Linked DNA regions of Mus musculus: region 1 is linked to region 2. The links are chromatin contacts, called in public promoter capture Hi-C maps. All regions are on one chromosome and are shown on one strand. Each heading gives the region's core, a stretch centred on a gene start, on an enhancer-like site or on the middle of the called end of the contact. The rest is flanking DNA. Distances are from core to core; before and after follow the strand shown. Region 1 holds the start of Sowahd (sosondowah ankyrin repeat domain family member D). Region 2 has its middle 41 kb from the start of Gm14569.

Region 1 (7,105 bases), core at 2,850-5,349, 510 kb after region 2:
CTCCTCTTCATTATAGTACAGGATTCACAGCTAAAACCACGGAGGCATTAAAGGTATGTGTGATGGCTATTCCTGATTGTCAACTTAACTACGATGGGATGAACTGCAATCCAGAAATGGAGGAATCTGTGATCCAGACCCTGAGGCTGGAAGACATAGATTTTTGACACGGAGTGATGCTGTCGATCTAGATCTTGAGACAGTGGCCATGAAAAGCTTAGGCAAAGGCAAGATAATACATGTCTTTAATCTCAGGAGAGAGGCAAACAGAACTCTGAGTTCAAGGCCAGCCCGGGACAGAGCAAGTTCCAAGTCCAAGAGTGGTGGTGCACATCTTTAATCTGAGCTCACACCTTCTGCTGGAGGCCTACATAAGGACATTGGAAGAAGGAAGGTTCTCTCTTCTGCTGCTGCTTGCACTTACATACCAGCACCTGAATCTTCAGGACCCCAGTTTAGAGAGAAGACCACCTGAAACACTTAGCTTTGTGGGAGTGAGCAACCACTAGATTTTTGGACTTCTCATTCAGAGCTGTTCATTGTTGGGTTAGTTGGACTGCAGACTGTAAGTCATTACAACAAATTTCCTTAATATAGAGAGACATTCCATAAGCTCTGTGACTCTAGAGAACCCTGACAAATACAGTATTTCAGCAGCAGAAGCACAAATTACCCATCTCACAGTCACCTTTTGGTGTGGTATTGGTGGTATGGTGATACGCATAGCTACTACTTTCTAACTCTGGGCCAATCATTTCCCAGGGTTGGAACAGGTGAGCACTAGGGATGTGGCTTAGTGGTAGAGCCCTTGTCTAACTTGAGTGAGGCCTAGGTTCCATCCTGGATGTGCAAGTAAGATGAAGGCTGGCAGTTGCTTCACATAACTAATAGTCTTAAGCAAGTTGATAGTATCCCTTCTGTTTCTCATTCCTTCTACCCAATTCCCTTGCTGCTAAAATAGAGGGGTGTGTGTGTGTGTGTGTGTGTGTGTGTGTGTGTGGTTGTGGGAATCAGGGTGTGCAGCTGGTGATCTAGGGAAGAGAGTACTCTCTAAGCAAAGATGAAACAAGTTACTAGAGAGGCAACACGGCTTCAGTATCTGGAAATAGAATTCAACAAGAGCACTGTGGCAAGGGTGTGTTCTGCTGGGCAGGTGCCTGACTTTGCCATCTTTGAGCTGGAACTAGTGATATTATTAATGCTGATAGGAAGGGGAGCTAACTGCTTGCCTAGTGACAAGGACAATTAATAGTCCCAGCGTCCTTCCATCCAGCATTCTCCATGCTGGCATTTTGATTTAAAGAAAATATTGCTGCAGCTGTTCACATATTCTGGAAGGATGTGCGTGTGCCTGCATGTGGTTTGGTGTTTACAGATTTGGGGTTATGGAGGGGAGTTTCCAGAGCAACAAAATAGCTGCTTGTCAATCGGAGTTCATTTTGAAAATGAAAGCCTGAGAACTTAGAAGTCCACTTTGGGCCTGGGCCTGGGTGATGGCCTGGTCTTTAAGTAGTCCACAGTAGCAAAGGGGTAGCTTTGGCCATTTGGCTCAAGGAAAAATCAACTTAATCACTGTTTTTCTTTCTTTTTACAAATTGAGCAAATCAATGAGTTGCTAAGTCCTGCAGATTTGGTGTGATGCAAGCAATACAATACAAGATGGCATGGACCCTTCCAACATAAACTCACACAGTCATACACACAAAAATCACACTTTCCTCGGCTGCCAAACTAGAGCAAAGTAGCAGCTATTTATTTCTTCTGCAAATACAGAGTACGCACAAAGATAGTTTGGTACAGTCATCAAACAGTTCAGAGTTCAATTGACCTGTCTGAGAAAGAAGGGAAATATAAGAGGTCATAGAAACAGGGTTCGGGAAAGAAGAGGACCATTCTGGGCTGGAGCAGTGGAGGCTAGTTGGATAAGATGGATGCTGAGGCTGATCTTAAAACTTGAAGAACTTTACCAGACACAGTGTGAAGGAAAGGGGAGGCTGGGGCAGGGGGATTGCTGGGAGTGCCAGACCTGTCAGTCAGCACTATACAGTGAGTTACAGGGTAGCTGGAACTAGGTGAAACAATCCTATCTCAAAACCAAAACACAGCCAGGCATGGTGACAGAGGCATGTAATTCCACCACTTGGAAGGTGGAGGCAGGAGGATCAGGAGATCAAAGCCAAGCTGGGTTATATAAAAAGCACCGAAAATCAACTAATTAACTTAAAAGAGAGAAAAGAGGGTGGCCTAGGCAGAGAAGGACAAGTGAGAGATAAGAGCAAGCTTCACCTAGGTCTGGCTCAGCCATTTGGCTGCAATTTGGTGCTTGTGTGAGTGCTTTGCAGCAGATAAACCTGGCTTGAATGGCAGTCTCTTTGTGCCAGAACAAAGGCTACCGTGTCACACACACTTACTCTGCTACTTCCTGCTGGGTGACCTTGGGCAAGTGGTCTAAGTTCTCTGCAAACTGAAAGTAGAAATCATTATTCGCCCCTAAGACCATGGGGGGAAGAACTAAGAAGTAACACATATCAGGCATCTGGCAATGTCTAGCACAGAGTAAATATTTTTAAATTAGGTTAAAATTCATATACTGTCACAAAAGAACACTCAAGATATTTAGAGCTGGCCCTAAATATTTGAACAGCAAGGAGGAAAAGTCACCGTCTGACACAGTCCATGGCTGGTGCCACAGTAAGTCCCAGATGAGAGGGCTGGCTTGGCCTCAGTCGCCACCCATCCTGATCTGGACTGCTTCAATACTCTGGCTTCCGCCTCTACTTCTCTCAACATCATATTCTAAACACATCCTGAATCATGACTGTGTCCCTCCCAGGTTCAAAAGGTGTAGCTCCCTCTAGCTTGCAGGCAGAGTGAGTGCCTTAACACTGTGAGGAGAGGGGGTAAGAACGACTGTCTCAAGGGATGGGCACCTCTGCATTCCCAACACATGAGAGGAAGACAGAGAAAGATCAGAAATCCAACATTATTGGCTACATATTGAGTTCCAGGCCAGCCTTGGCCGCATAAGACCCCGCTTCCAAAATATAAGAACTGTTGTCTCTTGGGATCGGAGGCAGGGGGATTCACCTGTAGTTCCCGGCCAGCCTGTCTCAAAGATATAAACAAAAATTAAGCAAACAGTAAAATCATCCGTTGATAAACGGAAAGACTAAGAATAGTCTAATGCTGGAATAAAAAGATAAACTATGGACCTTTTTCTAAAAACTAGAAGCTATGCGTTTACTAACATCAGCAAGTTTCTTAAGGAAATATCAGAGATGAATGAAGCTGTGTGTCTGCGGCGCTGGGTCCGACTCACCTGCAGATGCTTTTTCAAACCCACCCAGAGAAGTAATGAAGGAAGAAGGCAGAATCAGGCAGAGATCTGCGGTTGTGCTCTGGGGAATACCTCTCTGACCATATCCCTGGTTTCAAGTTTCTCAGCAGGAATCCCCGACAGCGCTCCTGCGTCTGCTGCTGCTGCTGCTGCTGTGCAGAAGGTCAAGGTTACAGAAAGAGCAGGATAGACGAGCCTGAGTCAGAGGGGCTAGGCTGCCTCCCTGAAGCCTTAGGGAGAAGGAGCATAGGGACAAAGTGCAAAAAGATTCCTGATGCGAAAAGGGTGAAAGAAGAGAGGGTGGGGGAGCGATCGCCCCTGATGCTCCAAGATCGCGCTCCTGAAGACTGTCACGGGAAGCCCAGATCAATCCACAGACGAAGAGGCGACCTGGGACCTCTTCACCCCAGCAGCTGCAGGGATGCTGAGAACCGGAGTGACCAGAGCAGCACGTACCCCGCCCCACACTCTCCCTAGTTCGCCAGTCAGGTGCGGGAAGCCGGGCTACTGCTCACCTGGCCTCTTGGAGTAGAGCGGGTCGCGTCCTGAGGTCGCCGCGCTCCTGGTGAACTGGTCCCCAGAATGTAGACGCCTGGCCGGTGCAGGGGACGCAACTGGACGGCCCAGCCCTCCACGCCCCCCACCGCCCACAAAGGCAACCTCTCCTGGCTTGTTCCCTCCCACCGGTCCTTCTCCTCCCCTTCTTCGCTCCCTCCCTCGGAGTCCAGTTGCTCAAGACGCTTCCTTCCCCACCGCCAGCTCCAGTTCCTCTCCCTGTGGGGCCCTTGGAAGGCCAACGAACGCTAGACCCCGGAGCCACCCAGGCGGGACCTGGAAGATCATGGCCCAGGCCCTAGAAGACGGGAACCCGCTGCCCAAAGCCTCGAACAGGCCGGCCGAGTCGGAGGCGCCCAGCGACCCGCAGATCAAGGACAACCATTGCCTTGGCAGGTACAAAGTACAAGCCGTCAGGGACAGTGCCAACCTGTCCCAGGAGCGAATCTTCCACAGCGCCCTGACCGTGAGCGGGGCAAGCTGGGCGCGCCGGCGTGGGGAGTTGCGGGAGCTGCTGGGGCTGCAGGGGGCGGCTCCCGCCGGGTGGCTGTCGGAGGAGCACTTGGAGCCCGCTGTGCCTGGGTCCCGCCGCTCCAGCGGACAGGGCAGCAGCCGAGTGTGCCTTGAGCCGCGGGAGCACGCGTGGATTCTGGCGGCTGCCGAGTGCCGTTTTGAAGTGCTGCTGGAGATGCTGGAGGCTGAGCCCAGCTTGCTGATGCGGGAGGACCCTATCACAGGCTACAGCGTCCTGCACTGGCTGGCCAAGCACGGGCGCCACGAGGAACTCATTCTATTGCACGATTTTGCCAGGCGCCGGGGACTGCCGTTTGATGTGAGCGCCCCTGGCAGCGGTGGCCTCACGCCACTCCACCTGGCGGCTCTGCAAGGCCATGATATGGTCATCAAGGTGCTGGTGGGAGCCCTGGGTGCTGACCCCTCGCGTCGAGATCACAGTGGCAATCGACCTTGTCACTATCTGCGGCCCGATGCATCTCTGAACCTCCGGGAGCTGTCCGGGGCAGAAGAGTGGGAGATTGAACGCGACAGGAAGCGCGAAAACGCTAACAACAACAGCAGCCGCACTACCACCACTACTACCACCACCTCTCGGTGGCTGAAACGCACCCCAAGTGCATCGTGCATCAAGTCCACGGGAGTACACTACAAAGAGGCGTCTCAGCCCGTCAAAGAGAAGAAGGCATCAAGCACCCAGGAAGGACAAGGCCGTTGCCTTCGGCGCTATCTGTTCCCCTTCACCCAGAATCGTTGAAGATGACATGGACTAGAGAACTCATTCTTAGGTTGTTCCTGACCCCACCCAAGCAGATGCTCCTCTGATGCAGTGGGTACACTGACCACATCTGGGGCCCTAGTCCTGTCCCAGGTCTCCTGTAGCTAGCTAACTGTCACATCAATAGAGAAAGAGACCAAAGAACCAGGCTGGCCCTGGTACCCAGCTCCAATACTGTGGGACTTGGGACATTTGGAACGGGGCTCGTGATCCTCCTTGGAAGAGAAGGAGGGCTAAATTAAGCTTCTAGTGGACTTTTCCGGGTAGATTGAAAACATTAAAAAAAAATTAAGACTGTAAACTATTGATGCAGAGCAAATGCCTAATACCTGCCGGCCTGGGTCTGCTGCTAAAATATCCCCATGTGCTGGTAGAGTTAGCCTCTGGCAACCTGCTCCTGAGACTGGCCAGGCCTGAGCAGTCTCATAGAGTCTAATATATCATGAATGAGTTCTTAAGTACATTAAAGGGGATTTTCACCCCACATAACAAAGCTGTCTTTGAGTGTCTTTTTTTTTCTCATTAACCATGGGGTAAAGGGGACCTACTTCCATTTGCAGGAAAGAGGGTAGCAATCAATTCCTTGAAGCTAGTGCTCTGTGGCGGGCTCTGGGCTTCATTCTCTGGGAAAATGGTCAGAAGCCCTGCACCAAAGGAATGCCATTCACCCTGGCTCTGAGCAGAGATACACAGTCCCCCCCCCCCCGCCCCCCTGCTCCCTCAGCCCTGGCATCCACATCTGGCTTTAAGTGCATGTCTCATCCTAGAAGAGTTGTCCTGGAGGGAGGCCCAAGGGTAATTAATGAAAAGGGAAAGCCATCAGACTTATATTTTCGATAGTTCATTGTGCATCAGCAATTGAGCTGCCTTGTGGTCTCCAAAGAGACACGCCCACTCAGTAGAGACAGGGCTTTCCTCATTCAAGCGTGCCTGGCTCTCATCCATGGTTCTTTTTGGTTTTTTGAGTTAAGTGTAATATGAAAGTTGTAGTTTTGGAAAATTGCTCCCATTCAGAAACAGTGTGAATGAAGCAGAGCACAGGAGAGTTGATTCAGCTGAAGTGTGTGTGTGTGTGTGTGTGTGTGTGTGTGTGTGTGTGTGTAGAGGGGGGTGGATAGATGGTGACTAGAGAGTTGTGCTGCTTTATGGAACAGTGCTTTGAAAAACTGCTGGATCCCTGGATGCTTTCAGAGCATTTCAATAGACTCCCAGCCCCTCAGCCCAGTCTTTGAACACCAGGGGCAAACTAAGTCATTACAGAACAGCCCATAAACCTTCCCCTGAGCCCATACATCCAGGACTCCCCACCCCTGCCTCATGAGCCTCTTTGTCCCTCCTGTGCTAGGAGCTGCCCTACTTTCCTGTAATGACCCTGACGTTTCTTCTTATCCACAGGATGACCCAACCCCCTCCTACTGCTGTTTTAGCCTACCCAGTGTCTCTAGGAACTACACCTTAGATATATTGGTACAGTGTAACCTGTCATTTCCTTTTGCTTATAAATAAACTGTTCATGAATGGTTGAAGGATCAGGGGGAACAGTTCCTAGATCCCATCAAGTGTCACTAGCTTGTGTCCTTAGTCCCTCTATCCCTATGCCCGTTTTTAGATGTAAACTGGCTAATTTATATTAGATTGTGGTTCCCAGTCCACACCTCCCCATTTCCAGTTGCCAAGGTGAGTTGGGCTTTGTGAGGGCTGGCTCTCGTGAGCCTTCCTGCCACATGTCTACTGGCTTGTAAGGTAAGATTGGCATGTACTGAGTCTTACTTTAGGCACCTATGCTAGCTGTCCAAAGTAAGAAGTTTACGCATCTAAACGATTAGGAGATTTGAGGACCCGAGATGAACACGCTGCTCTTTCCAAGAAGCAACTGAAGGCAGCTGGGGGACTTCAGAGTGACTTGCCACAGCCAATCCTGT
Region 2 (6,735 bases), core at 2,787-5,286:
CTTAAAATAGGTGTGAATGTGTATATGTGTATATGTGTATGTGCGTCAGATGTCAGTTACACCGTTGATGGGCTAGGAAAGCAATGGGAAGAGAACAGTAAGAAAATCCAGTTGCTGTGAGGGCAGCATAGTGTGGGTATGTGTGGTTGAGGCAAAACCACAAGCTCAAGTGTGAATGAGATCGCCATTGAGTTAAAGCCCAGGATCAGCCTCAGGGGGACGTTACAGCTTTCTGACCCAGCCTTACCAGAGTCTTGTCTGAAATCAAGCAGACCTTTTCTCTCATATCAGGGGTTCGTGTGATTCAAATCTAGCACTAGTGTTTTAGGGCCTTAAGTCTCCTAAATGTTGAAGCCAATGAAGGTCATTGGCATTATAGTGAGCTGTCCTATATAGAAGAAGGTGTCACTGTCCCCACTCACTCTGGGCTGGAAGTGAGCTTTCTGTTTGTTTCCTGGGTATTAAAACAAAGGGGCCCTGACTCAGACACATTCAAAAAATCTTCATTGTGACAAAAGAAACAGACTTGCCAAAGTGGGCTGGCTTTGCTATCACAAGTTTCCTGCCCGGTGCTCTAATACACAGAGATAACTTGGCCTCCTATTCACAAAGGCACCTCTTGGGAATAAAACGTCTCACAGTCAACCTGGCCTTGACGGTGTAATAACAATCCAGTTTTGCTTGCTTGCAGAAGGCAATGGAACCCTGGAACCACGCAACCCCGAGAGTCCAGGGATCAAACTGACTTTCTCATAAGTCTTTTAATTAGGGCTTTGCTGTGGAATCCAGCAAGCCATCCTAGGACTGTTGATCCTCTCACCTTGGCTTCTCCAGTATAAGGATTAAGGATATGTGTCACCACATTCACCTTTCTAATACTTTTGGTTTTTTGAGGGAGAGTCTCTTGTAGTTGAGGTTGGCCTCAAGCTTGGTATGTAGCTCATGGTAACTTTGAACTCCTCATTCTCCTGCCTCCACCTCCTGAAGGCTGGCATCCTCGCCCTGCCAATTCTTTTATTGCCGCTACAATTTGATGAGAAAAACAACAAATCTTTATAAACTTCTTCCTTGGGTGAAAAGGAACCTTTCATGAACTGCTTACTCAGTGATGTTTTTAACAAGAATAATAACTATCATATAATTGAGTTTTTATATTATTTTAATTAGCTTAAAGAGCAATCGGTTTACACTATTGATGTATGGCACTTTGGGCATGCTTTGGATATGCTACTGAACCTGATTCTTACCACACCACTGGGCCAGAGGCTCTCCAAGGAGGCCCAATTCACAGAAAACACCAGTGACTTGCCCAAGGCCACATGGCTAATATGAGACAGAACCAACTTCAAACCTACATCTGCTGAACCCCAAATTCCATATTCTTAATCACTGCCTCCTCTTTCCCAAGACAAAATTTTAGTTCTGCTAATTCCAGACCCCACCTCGGACCTATTGACATAGAATCCTGAAGGGTGGGGCATGGGAAACCATACTACACATATCAAACTGAAGGGTTCTGTGACACTCAGAAATAGGCTTACTAATATCATGTGGCCTTGTGAGGCTGTATGCCACTTTGAGACTAACACTGCTCAGTAGTGTTGGTCATTGGAAACCATGACTGTGGTGCCAGATGTAGCCCTAGAAGTTGGGAGTCAGAGGCAGCAGCATCACGAATTCAAGGTCACCCTTGACAACATATTGACTGCAGGAGACGGTTTTGTACTACGGCAAAGGAAACTGCTAAGTGATTGAAGAGGAAGTCTACAAAATGGGGGAAAATCTTTGCCAACTATACCTCTGATGGTTCATTAGTTTCTAGAATATACAAAGAACTCAGAAAAACTAAACACCAAGGAAACAAAGAGCCCAGTTATAAAATAGGATCTGGAACGTAAATAACAAGACACACATCCATGTTCAGTTCAGATGCATCCCCACCCCCTTTCTCCCAGCCCCACTGAAACTTTCTGCCCTCAGTAACTCCCCCATCCTGATTCATAGCTCATGAATTCTGGGTTCTTTTCTCCATTTCTTTCCTTAAATCCTCTTGTGATAGCACATGCCAGTAGGCAAATGTTGAAGAGGACAAGGAAAGAAGATCATGAGTTTAAGGCCAGCTTGGTTTACACACACACACACACACACACACACACACACACACACACACACACACACACATACACACACAGAGAGAGATAGAGAGAGAGAGACAGAGACAGAGACAGAGACACAGAGAGAGATAGAGAGAGACAGAGAGAGAGAATATGTCTCTCTCCTGGTGTGACTTTGTGAAAAAAGAAATAGCAATAGTGTCTGCCTCAGAGGGTTCGTGTGAGGACTTTGCTCTCTCTTTTGTAGCACTAGAAATTGAACCAAGCTTATTCTAATACTGGTTATCCACAGCTCAGATGTGAGGTTTACATGAAACCATTCAGGTAAGAACTTTCAAAGTCCTGGGAATAAATCCACTTAGTGGATACTGGCAGTCCTTACTACTGCTGCCTCCTTTGAGTCACTGCAGCTTAAGTGAAGGCATCCTTCAATACAGCAGAGAAGTAGCCGGCTCCATCCGAATGGCTTCTCCCATCTCACTCCACTTACATGGATGGCTCCAGGCTACTGATACTATCTATGCAGAGGACACACACTTGGGATGAAGAAATAGAAAACAGAGGTGAAAGTGAGTTTTGCTGACCTTAGAAAGACCTAGAAGTTTGTTCTATCCCTCAAAAATCCCAGTACAGTTTGCTTCCTTTCTTTCATCCACCTAGTGAGTAGGATCTCCTAGGCCTTCTTTGCCCATGATGTACATTTTTACTTCAATTTCACCTTGATATAAACCAAACAAGAGGGGGGATGGCTAGAGTCTGGTGGCCCTTTCCAGTCCTACCCAGGGATGGTTATCAATGTACCAACATCCCAGGCACACCTGAGTGTACACCAGTGAATCTGTACTTATGATTTGCATGCTATTTCTCCTCTCTTTCAAGGCCTACTTCAGTATTGAGTTTCCATCAAATGGAGAAAAGGGGGCTTCAAGCCCACTCCTAGTTTATTCTCCTATTAAGTTCATAATAAATTTTGTTTATTTCTTTAACTACAGTTTCTGTCAAGAAGTTCATGAAGAGATTTTTAACCAGTCCCATCCTTTAAGAGATGCCTCCTGAAAGCTAACCAGTCAACAGTATCACAAGGAGAAAACTATGGTCTGCTTCTTAAAAAAAAAAAAAGTTGCTGTTTTGTGATCCTGGGAATTGAGTTTAAGACCTGATGCCTGCTCAGCCAGAGCTCTATCCCTCTTTATGTTTTGTTTTGAGATAGAGTCCCACTAGTTTGCCTAGGCTACCTTGGAGTTCACAATTGTCCTACCTCAGCCTGCAGAGGAGTTGGGATCACAAGCCTGAGCCAGCAGCCTTGGCTGTTATCTGCACCTACACCCATGCCTCCGCCTTTATTAATAAGGAGCTAGCTAAACAAACAAGACTGCAAGAAAGCTCCAGAATTCTTGGTCTTAAAACAAAAAAAAAAATCATTACAGGGGGCTGGAGAGATGACTCAGTTGATGAGTTGATTCATATTTTTATTTTATAACCATTAATGCTGAGAACAGGACTTTGCATATATACATATTTAAATGCTAAAAATTGAAAGAAGACTGTTTCGGGCCATTTTAGAAGCTATTTGAACCACTCTTATCTATAACCATATCATGCTGATCTCAAGAGCTGTTGCAAATTCTGTCCTATCTCGAGCCCAAATTCACTTAATATGATTAGTTCATAAAACTCAAGTCTGCAATTCAAAAGCAATTAAAAGTCAAGCACTATAATACATATTAAAAAGCCTTTAATAACCACAATTAAACCATTATACTTCTACAACACCAGAAAACTTTATATATACAGTAAAAAAAAAAAAACACTGTAATTTACAGCATACCATATAGCCTTTAATCTGAGCCCAAGTGTTTCACAGTGGACTAGTTAGTATTGTCTGGTATGCACACACGCACAGTGCAAAGTGCACATGTGTGTCCAGAAAGAAATTATGCAATACAGTCACAAGACGAATGTGGGGAGGTGCTGCCACAGCCTCAGGTTGGGAGACAAATCTGAGGAACAGTTGGGGAAAGAAGAGCCTGACGCTGCCAATCTAAAAACCAGGAGGCTTGCTTGGTTCAAGCAGAAAAGTACACAGGGAAACATACTCGTGTCCTTGGTAGCTAAGGAACAGACTTTATCACCAGAGAGAAGAGTTGTAGATTTTGGCAGTCCTGAGCCTGGTGTAAGCAGATGGATCAACCTCTGGAAGCCTATAGAGTCTAAGAACCCTGAAATTCTAGCAGAATCCATGGCGTCTTCACCTGGATCCCTCATGCAGGGTGATCAGTTCTTAGGTGGTCTGGAAAGGCAAGGTAAGTGTTCCACCTGTACTGATCTCAGTACTGTCAATAAACTTGTAAACCCTTCTTCAGCTAGCAGTGGTTGCTACAACCCTTCAATACAGTTAATGCTCTGGGGACCCCCCCCCAACCACAAAATTATTTTCATTACTACTTAAATTATATAACTATAATTTTGCTACTGTTAGGAATAGTAACATAAATATCTGATATGCAGCATATTTGATATTCAACACCTGTGAAAAGGTCGTTTGACACCCCCCACCCCCGAAAGGGGGTCACAGCTCACAGATTGAGAACCACTGCTAACTGCTGGCTGATAGAACCTAAGGCATATTGTCTGGGGGAATCTGGGAGGGGTGAGCAAACCTGCCCAGCCCGAAGATTGCAAAACTGAGTGTGGCCACCAGAGGTCCCTAGTACACAAGAAAGGGAAGCTACTGAAATGGAGACATTCCAGTCATCCTAAATTTGTGCGAGCTGGGCTCAATGATTATCAGCAGCAAAAGAAAGCCAAAATTCCACAATTCTGTCTGACCTTATCCCCCATTTATATCATGCACATCAGTGTTTCATCTTTGATTTTGTTTTTTTCCCCCTTGTGTTTTTATTTTTGGCCACATTTTACCAGCTTTTTGTTTTATTTTGTTTGTTTTATTATAGTTGTAAAACATGAAAGGAGAGAATCTCTAAATACAGAGTGTGGGGAGGCCCTATTATCACAAGATTTTTTTCTGGCAAATCTAATGGAATAATAAAGAACATTTTTATCAAAATAAAAGTTGGAGGGACATCTCTAGCCCCCCTCATTTAATTCTCAAATTAAACACACACACCATAGTGAGAAATATACAGTGAATAAAATGTCCTAAATGTGAAAACTAAAACTAACAGTAAACAAATAGTTTCAAAGGCCTCCAAAAGTTCCTTATGGAACTGAATTGTGTCATCAATATTAAGAGCTCCTGATGCAATTTGTGTGGAACACTCTAGAAATTACACAAGCTGGATTAAATGTTCCAAGAGTTATAAATATATTACCAATGGCTCATTCTTTAAGTTGACCAGTGGACTATGCACTTCTAATTTCACTCTTGAAAATAAATATTAGGATGAAAATAATTCTTCCAGGTTGATTGAAGCTACAGTGTAAGTTTAATAATGTTTTTTATAATCAGATCAGATAACAAGATTTTCTCTACTTGTATTTTAAACCAACTGGTGAACAGAAATGTCTTTGTAATGCCACTATACATAATTTAATGTAATTTTAAAAGTTATGTGCGATTGTTGACTAAAACAAGCTTTGAGAGTTGTTAGGTCTTTCCTATTGGATCTGGGTCTATTTCCTTCATATGTATGTATACTATTCAGATGATATAACTTCTTCAGTGTATTTACTATTTTTACCTTTTGAACCATGTATGTGTGAGGGGGAGAAGAGAAAAGAAGAGAAGAGAGGGGTGGAAGGAGAGAGAGCATTGTGTGGTGCATCTGTATGTGTGTGCGAATGTATTCCATGTGTATGCTGGTGCCCTGGGAATTGAGAAAAAGGCATCAGATCTCCTATAGCTCAGTTACAAGGAAGTTGTGAGCTACCTGATATGGGTTCCAGGAACCCAACTCATGTCTTCTGGAAGAACACAAAGCACTCTTAACCACTGAATAATCTCTCCAGCTTCTTGTTTACTTTTTAAAGGGTTGGTTTGTTTTGTTTTGTTTTTTTTCTGGAGTTGGGGAAGCAGGGCTTCACTTTGTAGCCCTGGCTGGCCTGTAATTGGGGTTGTAGAGCAGGCGGGACTCAAACTCCAAGAGATCTGCTTGCCTCTGTCTTCAGAGTGCTGCGATTAAGGGTGTGCTGGCATTTACTTTTTGGTGTAGACTTTTTAAAACAAGATTTCTTTATATATTTTTGTTTTGATTTTTTTTCAAACCTCCTTTTATTTCTACTTTGTTTTAAAATTAGTACTGACAGTCAACAGGTTTCCTTTCGGCACTTCCACATCCATCACACTGAGTTTTGGATGCTCTTCGTCCTCACTACCCACCCCTCTTCCCTCATCTCCCTGCCTGAAGTCCTCATCTGCACCCTTCTGCTCTCAGTATCCCTTATGTCTCATCATCTCACTTGTTTCCTACCACCCTCTCTACCAGTTCCCTTAAAGCCTTTTATTCCCTTTCTACTTTCATGAACTCTATACTCAATCAGACACAGAAACATGCTAGGCTCTGTATTTGAAAGGGAGCATGTATATAGTATTTCTCTTTCTGAGCTTAAGTTACCTTGTCTAGTATAATATTTTCCACGTCCATTCACTTTCTCTGAAATT

Evidence for each region. Promoter capture Hi-C pulls out the DNA fragments that hold promoters and counts their contacts.
Region 1: a contact with region 2 is called in a promoter capture Hi-C map of liver, with 2.7 times the contacts expected there. The contact joins the promoter of Sowahd here to the enhancer-like site in region 2. A contact is called at or near these places in 13 of 39 promoter capture datasets (the 3T3-L1 cell line, the C10 cell line, the HPC-7 cell line and 7 more), 1 of 484 Hi-C or Micro-C datasets (the G1E-ER4 cell line), 2 of 115 datasets of contacts at active chromatin or transcription factors (forebrain and stem cell-derived neural progenitor cells) and 1 of 9 other capture datasets (embryonic stem cells).

Annotation. Positions count from the first base shown.
Region 1 is chrX:37,044,746-37,051,850 of GRCm38.p6, forward strand. It overlaps Sowahd (sosondowah ankyrin repeat domain family member D), which reads left to right and starts at 4,100. Exons shown (of 1, transcript NM_173779.4): 1 at 4,100-5,673. The coding sequence starts at 4,179. The coding sequence ends at 5,162.
Region 2 is chrX:36,529,920-36,536,654 of GRCm38.p6, forward strand. No RefSeq gene overlaps it. Among named protein-coding and RNA genes, the nearest start is that of Gm14569, 41 kb to the left of the region's middle. Within about 2 kb of position 4,037, at least 3 of the 459 cell types and tissues checked have an H3K27ac peak or open chromatin away from gene starts, as enhancers often do. A contact at or near this core is called in liver, where this site is marked.